Linked DNA regions of Sus scrofa: region 1 is linked to region 2. Evidence: chromatin contacts called from public Hi-C data. All regions are on one chromosome and are shown on one strand. The core of a region is the stretch at or near the end of the contact, and the rest is flanking DNA. Distances in the headings are between cores, read along the strand shown.

Region 1 (7,059 bases), core at 2,231-4,730, about 17 Mb after region 2:
ACTCACTGCCACTTTCCACCACCCAGGCTCTAGGCTGCCTGAGCCTCCTAAGCCTGGTGGAGAGACAGCCTCTGGTGAGGAAAAGCACATTTAAGCACAGGAAACCAGGCTGGTCTGCAGCTGCCTCCCAAGATGGAGAAGTGGGATTCGAGCACCTTTGAAACAGACCCCAACCCTCATCTTGACCAGACACTTGAGATGATAACCTGGCATGAAATCAGCCCAGCTAGGGGACACAGCCTATCTCCCCACGGAAGAAGCCACCAACCTGGGATCCTGTGGGCCCAGGGCCCTCCAAAATCTCTGCCTGGGCTGCAGGCTTAGGGGCCGAAACCTCTGGCGGTAGGAAGGAGCGGCTGCCCCAGGGACACGTTTGTTAATATCAGATTCCTGGGCAACAGCTGGACCCAATTTAGCTGTGGCCCATGGACAGCGAGGCCTGGCTGCCAGCCAGCACCCGGCAGGAGGCCCGAGCTCGTCCTTGCCTTTTCCACGGAGATAGAGTTGCTGAGGTCTCACCCCGGCCCCCACTCCTCACCCCACACTCCCACCTCCCCCCCACCCCCAGCACCTTCCAAGCAGCCCAGGGAAGGAGAGGGAGCAATCAGCATTTGCTGGCGACCCAACCATTGTCCCCAGCAGGCTGGTCTCCCTGCCAGCCTAGTGCTTGCTATGGCTCTCTACATGCATGGATTTGGGGGCCCCAGGGGTAACACCTCCACCTGGTGCAAAGGGACACACCTACGCTTATGCTCTCTCCACACACACACACACACACACACACACACGTGCAAGTATGCCAGTTCCATCATGGCCTGCATTTGGAAATCCCAGGCTCCCCAAGCAGGCAGAACATCTAGTCCAAGCTTCATTGTCCAGAGAGGGTCACGGATTAGGCAAAGGCACCCAGCAGCACGGGTCCCCATTCCAGTGCATTCCACTGCAAACAAGTAACATAGTGACCTTATGTTTACTGGGTGTCTAACTTAAACATGATCTCCGGATGGGTTTCTGAAATACAGTCATTCTTCTAAATTAATCCTCAAAATAACTCAAGCCTCGATGAGGTTAAATATTTCTCCTAAACCCATATACTTAAAAAGTGACAAAGCTGGGGATCAAACTCAGGTCTGCCTCTCACATCAGAAGATAGGATTTCCTCCACTGCAGGTCTGATGCCTGAAATTCCACTAGTTAGTCTTCTCAGGCCCTGTGATTAGAATGTAAATGGCTAGAATTCCCACTGTGGCTCAGCTGTAAGGAACCCAACTAGTATCCATGAGGATGTGGGTTCGATCCCTGGTCTCCCTCAGTGCGTTAAGGGTTCAGCTATGCCATCAGCTGTGGTGTAGGTCTCAGATGCAGCTTGGACCCAGTGTTGCTGTGGCTGTGGTGTAGGCCAGAAGTTGCAGCTCCGATTCAACCCCTAGTTCAGGAACTTCCATATGCCACAGGCGTGGCCCTAAAAAGTAAATAAATAAGTAGGTAAATAAATAAAATGAGATAAAATAAAATAATAAAAAAGAATGTAGGAGTTCCCATCGTGGCTCAGTGGTTAACAAACCCAACTATAATCCAAGAGGACACAGGTTCGATCCCTGGCCTCGTCTAGTGGGTTAAGGACCCAGCAGACGCAGTTCAGATCCCAGGTTGCTGTGGCTGTGGTGCAGGCCGGCAGCTACAGCTTCAATTCAACCCCTAGTCTAGGAACCTCCATTTGCTGTGGGTATGGTTCTAAAAAAAAAAAAAAAAAAAAAAAAGAATGTAAATGGCCCCTGGAAAGGTCCTGCCATAAGCCTGCCCCAGCCAACCTGGAGTGGGAGCAGGAGAGAAGGATACCAGAAGGGGCGTGGTGCCCCCCAAAAGGAGGTGAATGGGTGTGAGGGGCAGATTTTCCAGCCTTCCCAACTTGCCAGCCTCAAAGATGTGAGTTGGAGGTGGAGGTTCCTGAAAATACCTTCCTGGGAAGAGTTGACTTCTGTACCCTTTCCCAGCTGTGCTGTGCCAGGGCAGGGTTAAGGAAGTGGGGCTCCAGGCACCCTGAGTGTGGGGTACATTGATGAAATCTTCCTGAGGTGGTTTGCTCATTTCTATCAAGAGGTTTTCAAATGTGCTTACTCTATGACCCAGTCTTACTGTCCAGACCTCCTTGCTGAGCTTAGAGCCCTGGGTCCATGCCACGATCAGTCAATACATAAGAGCCTGTTACAAAATGGTAAGCAGAGATGGCTCCCCAAGACGTATCTGTCTAGGGATCATGTGTGACTTTCATGTTCAGTATTTGTCTTTGTCTCTTCTTATTATTTTTTTTAAGTAGACATATATAAAGTCATTGTTCTAGTCCCTCTGACATTCATCCTCCTTTTTGGGTAACTACAGCCCCCCCCCTGCCCCTATTTTTCTCCCACACAATCAGTCCACGGATTCCAGGAAGGGTGGACATGTGACCTTGACATGGCCAATCAGAACCCTCCCACTGGGCCACAGTGATTGGTCCAGGGATGAACACGTGACTGAACCAGGCCAATGGGATTCGGTCCTGAGACTTCTATTGGAACTACTGGGAAAGAGACACTCATTTTCATGGATGTTATGAAAATTGCAGGACGTGAGCCTGGTGCTTTTGGTAGCCGTCCTGACCCTCATTCCAGCTGGAGGGTGCCCTCTTCCTCAATTATGAGGGATAGTGTGCAAAGTGGGAGCTCAGTCCTTCCTGACCCTCAACCATGTCATCAGAAGTTCCACTACCATTTTTCCTTTGACTGGTGAAGGCCTTCTAGACTCGAAAGTCTGTGGGCAATGCCCTTGGGCAGCACCACATGAGTCAGTAACTAAAATCGATCAGAATCCTATCCTTGGGGCCCATTTGCTGTGGAGCCTGATGAAAATAATACCACGGCAGGCAGGGAGGTTGCCAAGATCAGGGACTGATTGAGAGCATCCAAGTTGTTCTGTTCATCCCCTGTAACTCCTTGAGCAAGCGAAATAATTCGCTTGGGTGAGGGTGTGGCAAGGGCACAGCAGGCTCTGGGTGCTTTAAGAATGTAGAGAGAAAATGTGAGATTGTGGTATGAAAAGCAGGTTGAGTGAAGAAAAAAAAAAATCTTTCCAGACTTGAAGGATTAAAAAGGTACAGACTGGCTTCAAGAGAATCTTTGTCCATGATAGAAGCCAAAGATTTTGCTCCTTACCCTAAACAGGAAGTAGCTTTTTCTTCTGGGTTGGACAACCACCAGAAGTAGCCAGGAGAAGCTAAATGCACTTCTATTTTTTTTTTTTTTTTTTCTTTTTTGGCCACCCCATGGCACATGGAGTTCCCAGGCCAGGGATCAGATTCAAGCCACGGTCCTGACCTAAGCCACAACTGTGGAAACTCTGGAAACTTAACCCACTGTGCCAGGCTGGGGAATGAACCTGCATCCCAGCTCTCCCAAGAGGCCACCAATCCTGTTGCACCACAGAAGGAACTTCAGCTAAAAGCACTTCTGAATCCATTTGCTTTAGGTTCTGGTTTTGGATCTTGCAGAAGTCACCAGGAGACAGAAGTGGAGGCGGGGTTGGGGAGGAAACACACCAGCTCCCATCTCCCTCCACGTTCACTGTCAGCCAGCCATCAAACATTCAACCAGGTGCCAAAATCATGGGATAGCTAATGAAAGTAGGCCTGTATTTTTTTTCCTTCTAAATGAGTTACATCTTGTAAGAAGTTGGGACTGTGGATTCATGAAGGATCAGTTGACTAAGTCTTGGATTATAGGCCTTTCATAGTCATCTGCAGGGGGCAAGTGGCTTCTCCAGGAAAGGGGAGAGACTAAGCTTCTGTTTTGATATCTGCAGAATCCTGTCTTTAACGACCAGGTACCTCAGTACTGCTGGTTTGGAACTGAGATCTGGTTATTGCTGTTCGATGAGCTCCTTCCTTATTCTTGTGAAAAGCTCTGAAAGGGGTTTGAAGATTATTTTTGAGTTAGGCTCCTCCTCACTTTTTCTCTGTTATGAAAAACATTTCACTAGTCATGGGGCTGAAGAATTATAAATGTGTGATTTTCGTGAAGAATGTGCTTTTTATTTTTCTTAGACACTTTCTTACTTCGAAGTGAGTTTTCAGTGTCTGACACCAGGTTGGCAGAGATCAGCTGAAAAGGAAGGAGATGTAAATTGGCAAACTGCCTGGAAATGAGAGCAAGAAAAAGCTTTTCCTTACTAGAGCTGCTAGCTTAGCCAAGGCTCCAAAGAAAGAAAGATTCTTATGCAACTTTTTTTACCTTTAAGTTTTTTTTAATCAAAGTAACACAAACATGTTTTTAAAAATCAGGTGATACAGAAGGGCTAATAATGAAAAGGAATTTTTTTTATTGTTCCTGCTTCTAAGAAGGAATCATTTTCAAGCCTGCCTTTTGGTGGATCCTTCCATATCCCTAATACTCTACTTACATAGCTGTTTCTGTTCTTGGTTTTGCTTTTATTTATTTATTTTTTCTTTGTCTTTTTGCCATTTCTTGGGCCGCTCCCACAGCATATGGAGGTTCCCAGGCTAGGGGTCAAACCAGAGCTGTAGCTGCCGGCCTACGCCAGAGCCATAGCAACGCGGGATCCGAGCCGTGTCTGCAACCTACACCACAGCTCACGGCAACGCCGGATCCTTAACCCACTGAGCAAGGGCAGGGATCGAACCCGCAACCTCATGGTTCCTAGTCAGATTCGTTAACTGCTGCACCATGACGGGAACTACTGTTTTTGGTTTTTTTGCTTTTGTTTTTTGCGTGGTTGCACCTGCAGCATGTGAAAGTTCCTGGGCCAGGAACTGAACTCGAGCCATAGCAGCGACCCCCTGCCACTTCAGTGATGATGTTGGATCCTTAACCCACTGTGCCACAAAGGGATGCCTCTGTTCTTGTTTTGGGAATGCACATGGAACAAAATTCATCATTTTAAAGAGTGCAACTCAGTGAATGTTTTATATTCATAAATTTGTATGACCATCACCCCTAATTCTAGAACATTTTCACCCCCCCCCAAGAAAAACTATATTCATCAGTGATCACCTCCCATTCTTTCTCCTCCCCAGCTACTGATCTACTTCATGTATCTATGGATTTGACTCATCTGGACTTTTCATACCAACAGCATCACACAATATGTGACCTTTCATTATCTGTCTTCTTTCACGTAGCAAAATGTTTTCAAAGTTCATCCATGTTGAAATATGTATATAAGTATTTCATTCCTTTTTTATGGCTGAATAATATTCAGTTGTATAGATATACCACACTGATTATCCATTCATTTCATGATGAATATCTGGCTGGTTTCCTTTGGGGGCTGTTATGAATAATACTGCTATGAACATTCATGTACAGGTGTTTGTATGAACATATGTTTTCAATCCCTTGGGGGTGTGTATAACTGTTTTTGATTTATCCCTTTAGACTTCCTGTTATGAGTATTTAGCTGCTAAGACTACTCTCTCTCCTCCTCTGCCTCATCCCACCAATATAGTATTCTATATTTTTACTTCCTCTCTTCATTTGTAGTTCATTTGTGTCGATAGTGGTTGTGCCTGCTTTTCACTCAAATAATAGAAACCTGATGACAGTGGCTTAAACACAAAGGGAGCTACTTTTCTCACTTAGCAAATCCAGTTTAGGAGTTCCCATCATGGCTCAGCAGTTAGTGAAGCCGCCTGGCATCCAAGGGGACACAGGTTCAACCCCTGGCCTTGCTCAGTGGGTTAAGGATCCAGTGTTGCTGCGAGCTGTGGTGTAAGTCACAGACTCAGCTCGGATCCTGCATTGCTGTGGCTATGGCTATGGCATAGGCCAGTGGCTACGGCATAGGCCAGTGGCTACAGCTCTGACTTGACCTCTAGCCTGGGAACCTCCATATGTCGTGGGTGCGGCCCTAAAAAGACAAAAGAAAAAACAAAAACAACAAAAAACAAAACAAAAAAACAAAACAAATCCAGTTTATCACTAGTTCAGCTGACAAAAACTTCCAGCAGGGGCCCAGGTTCTCTCAGCTGTCCTTAATAAACTAGCTTTCTTTTTTTCTTTCTTTCTTTTTTTTAGGGCCAAACCTGTGGCATATGGAAGTTCCCAGGCTAGGAGTCCAACTGGAGCTGCATCTGAGACCTACACCACCATTTGTGGCAATGCCGGATCCTTAACCCACTGAGTGAGCCCAGGGATCGATCTCGCATCCTCATGGATACTAGTCAGATTCTTAACCCAGTGAGCCACAACAGGAACTCCAAGACTAGCTTTTATATGTTTGTCTCCTTTTGATTACAAGATGGCTGCTGATGCCTCAGACATGACATCTGCATACAAGCAGGGAAGAAGAGGAGAATGGCTGAGAAACAAGAACTATGTTAGTTGCCTTTTATCAAGAAAGCATAAGAGTGAGTTCCCTGGTGGCTCAGTGGGTTAAGGATCCAGTGTTGTCTCTGCTGTGGCTTGGGTCACTGCTGTGGCTCAGGTTCTATCCCTAGCCTGAGAATTTCTGCCTGCTGTGGGAGCTGCCAAAAAAAAAAAAAAAAAAAAAAAAGCATAAGATTTCTTAGCCTTCCTTCTACTTAAATCTCATTAGCCAGAACTATATCACACAGCCTAGCCTAGCTATCAGGGAGCTGGAGAAGCCTGCAAGAAACAAGATTGACATCATTGGCTTAGAGCTGGTTCTCGACTCTGGCCGCCTATTAGAATCTCCTAGGGATATTTTAAGATGTACATTGTCTTACCCTGGTCTGGTGATTCTCAAACAGGTGATTTTGTCCCCCGTGGGACATTTGGCCAGGTCTGAAGATATTTCTTATTGTCATGAATAGGGATGGGTATTCTGCCATTTTGGGGGTAAAAGCTAGGGTACTGCCAAATATTTTACAATGTATAGGACAGCCCCCACAACAAAGAATGTTCCAGTCCAAAATGTCAATAAAGTCAAGACTGAGAAAATTTCCCCAAAACTAATTAAGTTAATTGGTAGTTCCAATGTGCATGCATTGTTGAAAAGCATGGCTTTGTGGCTGGGCACTTTGATACCTTGAACAAAACTGGCAGT
Region 2 (6,815 bases), core at 1,941-4,440:
GGGATCTGCCAGGCCTGGCATGGGGCTTGGCAGGGAGGGGGTGGCCCGCTCCTTCCAGGAATCCCAAGCTTGTCGCGCAGGGGCAGGGCGGGCGCCACCCAGGCCCCTAATGGCTTCCAGGCGCCTACGCTAAAGGCAGGGGTGGGCTCTAGACTCAACTCCAGTTCCCCTCCCAGCAGCCTGGCCCTGCCCCTTCTGGGGGTCGGGGAGGAGGATGAGGAACAGTGGGGACAGGGGGGCTCTGCACAGCTCTCCTGCAGGCCCAGGGTCCCCTGAAAGATGTGTGTGTGCACATGTGTGGGAAAGGATGGGGGTGCAGGTCCCAAGGTTGGCTTTCTGGAGACGCCTATCCCCAGCATACCAGGAACCCTGCGCACACATTCAAGGGCAGCTAGACTTTGCCTAGCAACACCTCTCCTCAGCCCCAAGCCCACCCCACCCACATAACACAGCCTTGGGGACACACACACACACACACACACACACACAGCTCTGGTAATGTATACTCTCACCAAGAGTCGGCTGCAACGCAGAGGTCCTGCCTGCAGTTGCAGAGACAGGCTCCAGCTGCCCTACCCCTCCTGCCCCATCCCCACCAGGCTCAGTGCCTTCTGCCCTGGGGTGTGCATATGTGTATGGGGTGGCCTGATTCCCGCAGGATGACACCACCCCTCGAGGGGTTAGGTGGAGGAGGGACCAGCCTCCACAGGCCCACAGAGCCTTTCCCAGCCACCCACCGTCCCCTCTCCTGCCTCCCACCAGCCAGACGGGTCTATTCCTGCTCAAACCCTTAGGGTTTCTGCTCAGGCTGTTCCCCCCACTTGGAATGCCCGCTTCAGACCCTGAAACCCCACCCATCCTTCAAGCTCAGTTTCATCACCTTCAGGAAACACCTTGATCCCCTCAGCCCCACTCTCTATCCAGGAATCATAGTTCCACAACCTTCCACAGCCAGATCTGGCCAGCTGCCCCCTCTCTTCCTTGCAGCACAGGCTTCTCCCGACCCAGGCAGGACACATGCCACCCAGAGCCACTAGGACCCAGGCAGAACACGTGCCACCCAGAGCCACAAGGACAGGCCCTGCAGGCAGGATTTGCTCAAAGTTGGTGGGTGGGGTGGAGAGCAGAAGGCTGAACTATGACTTCGCATCCCCTTAGCTGGGCAGCAGGAATGAGTAGGAAGGACTCAGAGTTCTTGAACCCTAGGCCGACAGCAATCCTCACTGCTCCAGGCAGCAGCTGGCCACTCATAAGACAGAAACTAAAATGTTTTGGTCTGATATTTGCCTCTGGCTAGATCCTCATCACCCCTGTTCACAGAAAGTGACCAGTGGTTCCTGCTGCTTGTGGACCTGTTTGGAATGTCTCTTCTTTCTCTAGCAGCAAACTCCTACACATCCTTCAAGACCCACCTTTGGTTACCCCTCCTCTGGGAAGCCTTCCCTGATCTTGTACACAGAGTATGTTAATGCTCTCAAAGCACTGGCACCTCCCTAGTCTTCAGCAATGGCCACACTGTAAAGTCCACAGGGCATCTTGGTCTCACTGGCTGTCAGCACACACATGCTTCCCAGACTGATGGATGAAAAATGGACAGTTAGGAGTTCCCTAAACCCAGGGAGAGCTGAGCCATCCTAAGGATCAGGAGTCGCTTTGTGACCAGGCTTTGAGACAGATAAGTGTCTGAGTCTGTCTGTGGCCGAAGTCAGAGTTAGAGGTCATCTCATGGCCAGGTCAAAGGTCAGACCTCCTATCTGAGGATGCCTAAGTGGCTCACACAGGGACCACTTTGTTTGGTTCTTAGCATGTTCAGATGACTCTCAATTGTTACGAGAGGAGGAAGCAAAGCTAAGGCCTGGATGGGCCCTAGCTGAGGGGCCTGGGGGGCATACCTGGCCGTTCTCTGCCCTTCAGCTCAGAAAACCTCCTATGTCCTCCCAGAACCTTTCAGGTGGGGCTCTGGGGCTGGCTTGTGGCCACAGGCCAGGCTGTGGGCAGGGAGCAGAGCCCGGCAGGAAACCACAGAGGACAGCCTGATTGGATAAGTGCAGGGTCCAAGGCTGGTCAGCCCACAGACTGTGGGCGCCTGTCCCTCCGACCTGCTGCCCAGGCTTCAGCCACTGCACCTCCAGGAGAGGACTGAGAGGGAGGGAGGGCTGCAAGTGGGCCTGCAGGTTGAACCTGAGCCTGGGGGGTGGGGGGAAGCAACCCCTGGCATGTACTCAGATAATCCCATCTTAGAAAAGCCACAGATATCCTATATCACTGATGAGAACTCCTTTCTTTACAGATGGGCCCACCGAGGCCCAGAGGTACAGCTCCTTGCCCACATCCACAGAGAGGACCAGTGCTGGTGGGGCGCTAGAGGGCTGGGACTGGATGCCCCCCCTCCCTGGTCATGATCACCTGAAGGGCAAGAGGCCCCTGGGAGCACCTACCTACATGATGGGGTCCTCAGGCATCAGGCCAAGCAGCCACGCTGAGCTGGGAGAGATTGAGAGACTTTCACTGGGCAGACCCCAGCCCCGGCCTCTGAACTACTCTTGAACAGAGTGGACTTCCCATGAGTCCCAGCTCCGCCTCTTTTGCTCTGTGACACGGGCAGGTCCGTGCCCCCTCTGGACCTGTTTCCTTACTTTTAGGACGGCGAGAGGCACTAACGAGACACCGAAAAGTTTTGTCCAACAAGCGGGCAGAACCTGCCAACGCGAACTAATTCGACCTCCACAACAGTCCTACATAACCCACACTTAAGATCGAAAAACCGAAGCCCCTGGTGGGGAAGGTGCTGGCTGGACATCACTCCTGTTCGTACCACCGGAACGGTGAGGCCACCAACGCCCACTCTCTTCTCCTTGTTCTTAGCCATCGCTCCACCTGCCCCAACACTTTACAGAAATTCCCTTTCTGCCCTCCCACAACCGCGAGCCGCCTTAACCCTCACTTGGTCGCCTGGTCCCCAGCAGCCCCGCTCCGCCAAGCGGTGGAGAGCGGGAGGAGGGTCTCCCGGCCGGGGCGACGCGGTCCCGCCTACCCCACCTCGCGGCCCCCCATTGGCAGCCGCCGCGGGCCGGGGGCAGGGGTGCCTCGCTCCGATTGGCCCACGCCGCCCGTCCATCCCGCACTCGCCATGGTGACCACGTTGGGTCCCCGGGAGAGTTCCAAATTCCGCCCCGCCCGCCACCGCCCCCCTCCCGTCTGGCCCCGGCCCGCGGCGTCCCGAAGGCCGCCCTGCCCTCCCCCGACCTCCCGCAGTTCCTTCACCCCTGAGGCCCGGGGCCCAGGAGAGGGGGAAACCCGGGAAGGGAGTCAGAAAGTTTTGTTGGGAGTTTGAGGCTTGCTGCGGACGCGGGAGCTCTCGCTGCTCCGCTCTCCTCCAGCACGCCCCCCAACTTAACCCCTTCCCTCCCGCAGTAGGTTCGCGGCCTGGAGGGAGTTCCCGGGACGCGTTGGCTCTCAGGCCCCTGCACTGCTAACCCCGCTCACCTCGGCCGGGGACCCGCGGGCTCCGGACGTCCGACCCGCCGCGGCTGGGCGGAGCGGGTACGGGGCTTACTGCGGCGGCCGCCGCCGGGAGGGCCGAGGGAGGGCCGCGGAGTCTCCTCCTCCCTCCCGGGGGGAGGGGAGGGAAAGGAGACGGCGGGGTGGGGGCGGGGGCGGTGGGGCCCCCGGAGGGTTGCGACCCCACTCTGACCCTGGCCGGCAGAGTGGGTGGGGTGGGGGAGCCCCCGCCTAACTTTCGGGTGAGGGGCCCGGGCGGAGCCGGTGGGATCAGCGCTGAGCGGGCCGGACCCCGACAGAGGCCCCACCCCCGCATGGAGGGCTGGGGGTGAGGGGACGGAAGGCAGGGTCTGGAGGCCCCCAAGGGGCTCGGCTTTCCCGCCTCAGGTTTCCTGAGCGTCAGTGACGTACTGGGCGCCCAGCAGCAGGAGTGGGCACCCTCTGTCCCCGGCTCAGCACGTGGAGTGTGTTTATCAAGTGTTCACTTTTGTTACCTGCAAACTTCCCAGGGCCACTCTGCCACCGAGTGGAGGTGCGGCAACCAGTCCCTGCCCCTCCTCTGGCCTAAGTTTACCCTTTTTACAACCTAAAGGTTGACCAAAGTAGCTTCACGCGTGTTGAGAAGCGTAGCGGGGCCCTTGGTGCGCCTGGCGGAGATTTTCTAGGATGTGCTGGGGTGCTTCCTGCCCCGGGCGGGGCTGCAGCGGGCGGGGTGGTCCGGGCAATTACCTTCACGCGCCCTTGCCTGCAGCTACGCGCCCCTTTTGGAGCTTCCTCCCTTGGGAGTGGGTGTCTGCGGTTTTGGTGTGAGGAGAAGACTGGCGCTCTCTTTACCACATCCTGTGCCCTGGATGGCCGCTGAGGTGAATCTGGCTAAAAAGGGGACTAGAAATTCGCAGATCACAGAGGGAACCTTGCCTTATAGGGCCTTTACATGAAAGAAGAAACAAAAAATGATGAAGATAAATGAGTTTGAATCCATACCTAACAATAAGGGTATAGCTCTTTATTGCCCTTCCCAAGCTATGGGGCAATAAAATACTGAGTTTTTTTTTTTACAAATTGAAGGTTTGTGGCAACCCTGTCTAGAGCGAGTCCATTGACATCAACATGTCTGTCACATTTTTTGTTTTCTTTTTCTTTTTAGGGCTGCACCCTCGGCATGTAGAAGTTTCCAGGCTAGGGGTCGAATAGGAGCTGTAGCTGCCCACCTACACCGCAGCCACAGCAATGTGGGAATCCTTAACCCACTGAGTGAGCCCAGGGATCGAACCCTTGTCCTCAGGGCTGCTAGTTGGGTTTGTTACCGCTGGGCCACAGTGGAAACTCCTCTCCATGTCACATTTGGATAATCCTCAAAGTATTTCAAACCTTCCACCAGCAGAAAGATTAGGACTCACTGAAGGCTCAGATGATAGCATTTTTTAGTAGTAAAGATTTTTAAATTAAGCTGTATACACTTTTTTTAGACAATGTTATTGCACACTTACTAAGCTACAGTATAGTGAAAACATAATTTTTGCATGTGCTGGGAAAACAAAGAAATTCATGTGATTAGATTTATTGTGTATTTGAATTAATGCTGCGACTTGGAACTGAAACTGAAATATCCCTGAGGTTATGCCTGTATTTGGATTATGAGTGCATGCATACATTAGAATAAATGAAGAACTGGCTCTTTGCAGTAAGAGGATCTTTTTTTGTTTGTTTGTTTTTGTTTTTTAGGCCCGCCCCCGTGGCATATGGGGGTTCCCAGGCTAGGGGTTGAATTGGAGCTATAGCCGCCAGCCTTCGCCACAGCCACAGCAACGCAGGATCCAAGTCGAGTCTTCAACCTACACCACAGCTCACGGCCATGCCGGATCCTTAACTCACTGAACGAGGCCAGGGATCGAACCTGTGTCCTCGTGGATGCTAGTCAGATTCCTTAACTGCTGATCCACGATGGGAACGCCAAGAGGATCATTTTGGCGAAAATATTTGAGGATTTCGTACCTCAGGCTCACTCTGAATTCCTTGGTAGTCAAACAAGTCTTTCTAGAAGTTCCTGGTCATTTCTCTTGACAGAAGTTCTCTTCCTCTGGTCAGCTGCTGCTCTATTTCCATGGCATCACTTCCATCCACTTCATGAAATCCCACACTTTTTGTGAGATCTGCAGTTTCACTCATCACCGTTTACTTTGTATTCACATGGTTAAATGTTGATGGCCTTTGGCCATCAGGTAGAGAGAGATTTTGGCAGGGCTCTGTGGTGTTTGAGAGGGAACTGATCTGTACTTGTGGTGGCTTACTGTGTACCTGGGGCCTGTGAGAGTCAGATACTGAGTACTCAGAGGACTGGAATATCTCTTTAAAATTTGAGGAAATACTCAGCCAGCCTCTTGGCTCAGAGTTACTCAAAGTTTGACAGCCAGTAAAGACAGCCATGGCCCAAGAGCCTAGAGTTCTTTCCCGGAGTTTCTGGAGTTGGGGCTAGGGATGGAGAAGGTGGAGGAGGCTGAGCTGGTGGTGAACCTAAGCTCCTATGACAGTGTCATTGCCGTTGGGCTCTCCTTCTCAAGAAGCAAAAATGCTGTCCAAGGGGTGTCTCTTGCACTGTGTGCGGTGGGGAGAGCTGCCCGCTCATGAAACCAAGACATGTGCTGACTGTGTCTTTGGGAGTTAACAGGAATGAACTGTTTCTTTTTTCTTTTTCTTTTTCTTTTCTTTCTTTCTTTTTTTTTTTTTTTTTTTTTTTTTTTTGTCTTTTTGCCTTTTTCTAGGGCCGCTTCTGAGGCATATGGAGGTTCCCAGGCTAGGGGTCTAATTGGAGCTGTAGCCCCCAGCCTACACCAGAGTCACAGCAATGCGGGATCCGAGCCACGTCTGCGACACACACCACAGCTCACGGCAACGCCGGATCCTTAACGCATGGAGCAAGGCCAGGGATTGAACCCGCAACCTCATGGTTCCTAGTTGGATTTGTTAACCCCTGAGCCACGACAGGAACTCCCAAGAATGAACTGTTTCATAGCCATTCTGTCAGCTGGGTGTTACCAGCATCTCCGTGAGAAAAGTGAAGATCAGAAGCCATGTGCAGGCTCAGGTCACAGAACTGGGACTCTCAGTTTTACCATCCTCGGTCCTGTTCTTAAAACCACACCTCCAGGCAGCCCTCTGGATGCAGTGGTAATCCGGTGTCAGCCTCCAGTGGCTCCTGAGGGGTTTCTTTCTCCAGTGTAGCACGGTGGGGTTTTTGATCGAGGCTTACGTTAGGATTTCCCACACTTCAGCGGTTTCTGTCCGGTATCTCTGCCATCAGTTTTTGCCGTCAA

The links. Hi-C and Micro-C count contacts between places; a contact is called where the count stands out from the background.
Region 1: a Hi-C map of omental adipose tissue shows a contact between it and region 2, with 5 times the contacts expected there. The contact joins the enhancer-like site here to the promoter of ADGRG5 in region 2. A contact is called at or near these places in 4 of 47 Hi-C or Micro-C datasets (mesenteric adipose tissue, omental adipose tissue, retroperitoneal adipose tissue and 1 more).

Annotation. Positions count from the first base shown.
Region 1 is chr6:36,216,376-36,223,434 of Sscrofa11.1, forward strand. No RefSeq gene overlaps it. Among named protein-coding and RNA genes, the nearest start is that of N4BP1, 98 kb to the left of the region's middle. Within about 2 kb of position 3,481, at least 5 of the 83 cell types and tissues checked have an H3K27ac peak or open chromatin away from gene starts, as enhancers often do. A contact at or near this core is called in omental adipose tissue, where this site is marked.
Region 2 is chr6:19,453,360-19,460,174 of Sscrofa11.1, forward strand. It overlaps ADGRG5 (adhesion G-protein coupled receptor G5), which reads left to right and starts at 3,191. Exons shown (of 18, transcript XR_002344544.1): 1 at 3,191-3,543; 2 at 4,253-4,364. It overlaps CCDC102A (coiled-coil domain-containing protein 102A), which reads right to left and starts at 3,636. Exons shown (of 9, transcript XM_013988526.2): 1 at 3,487-3,636.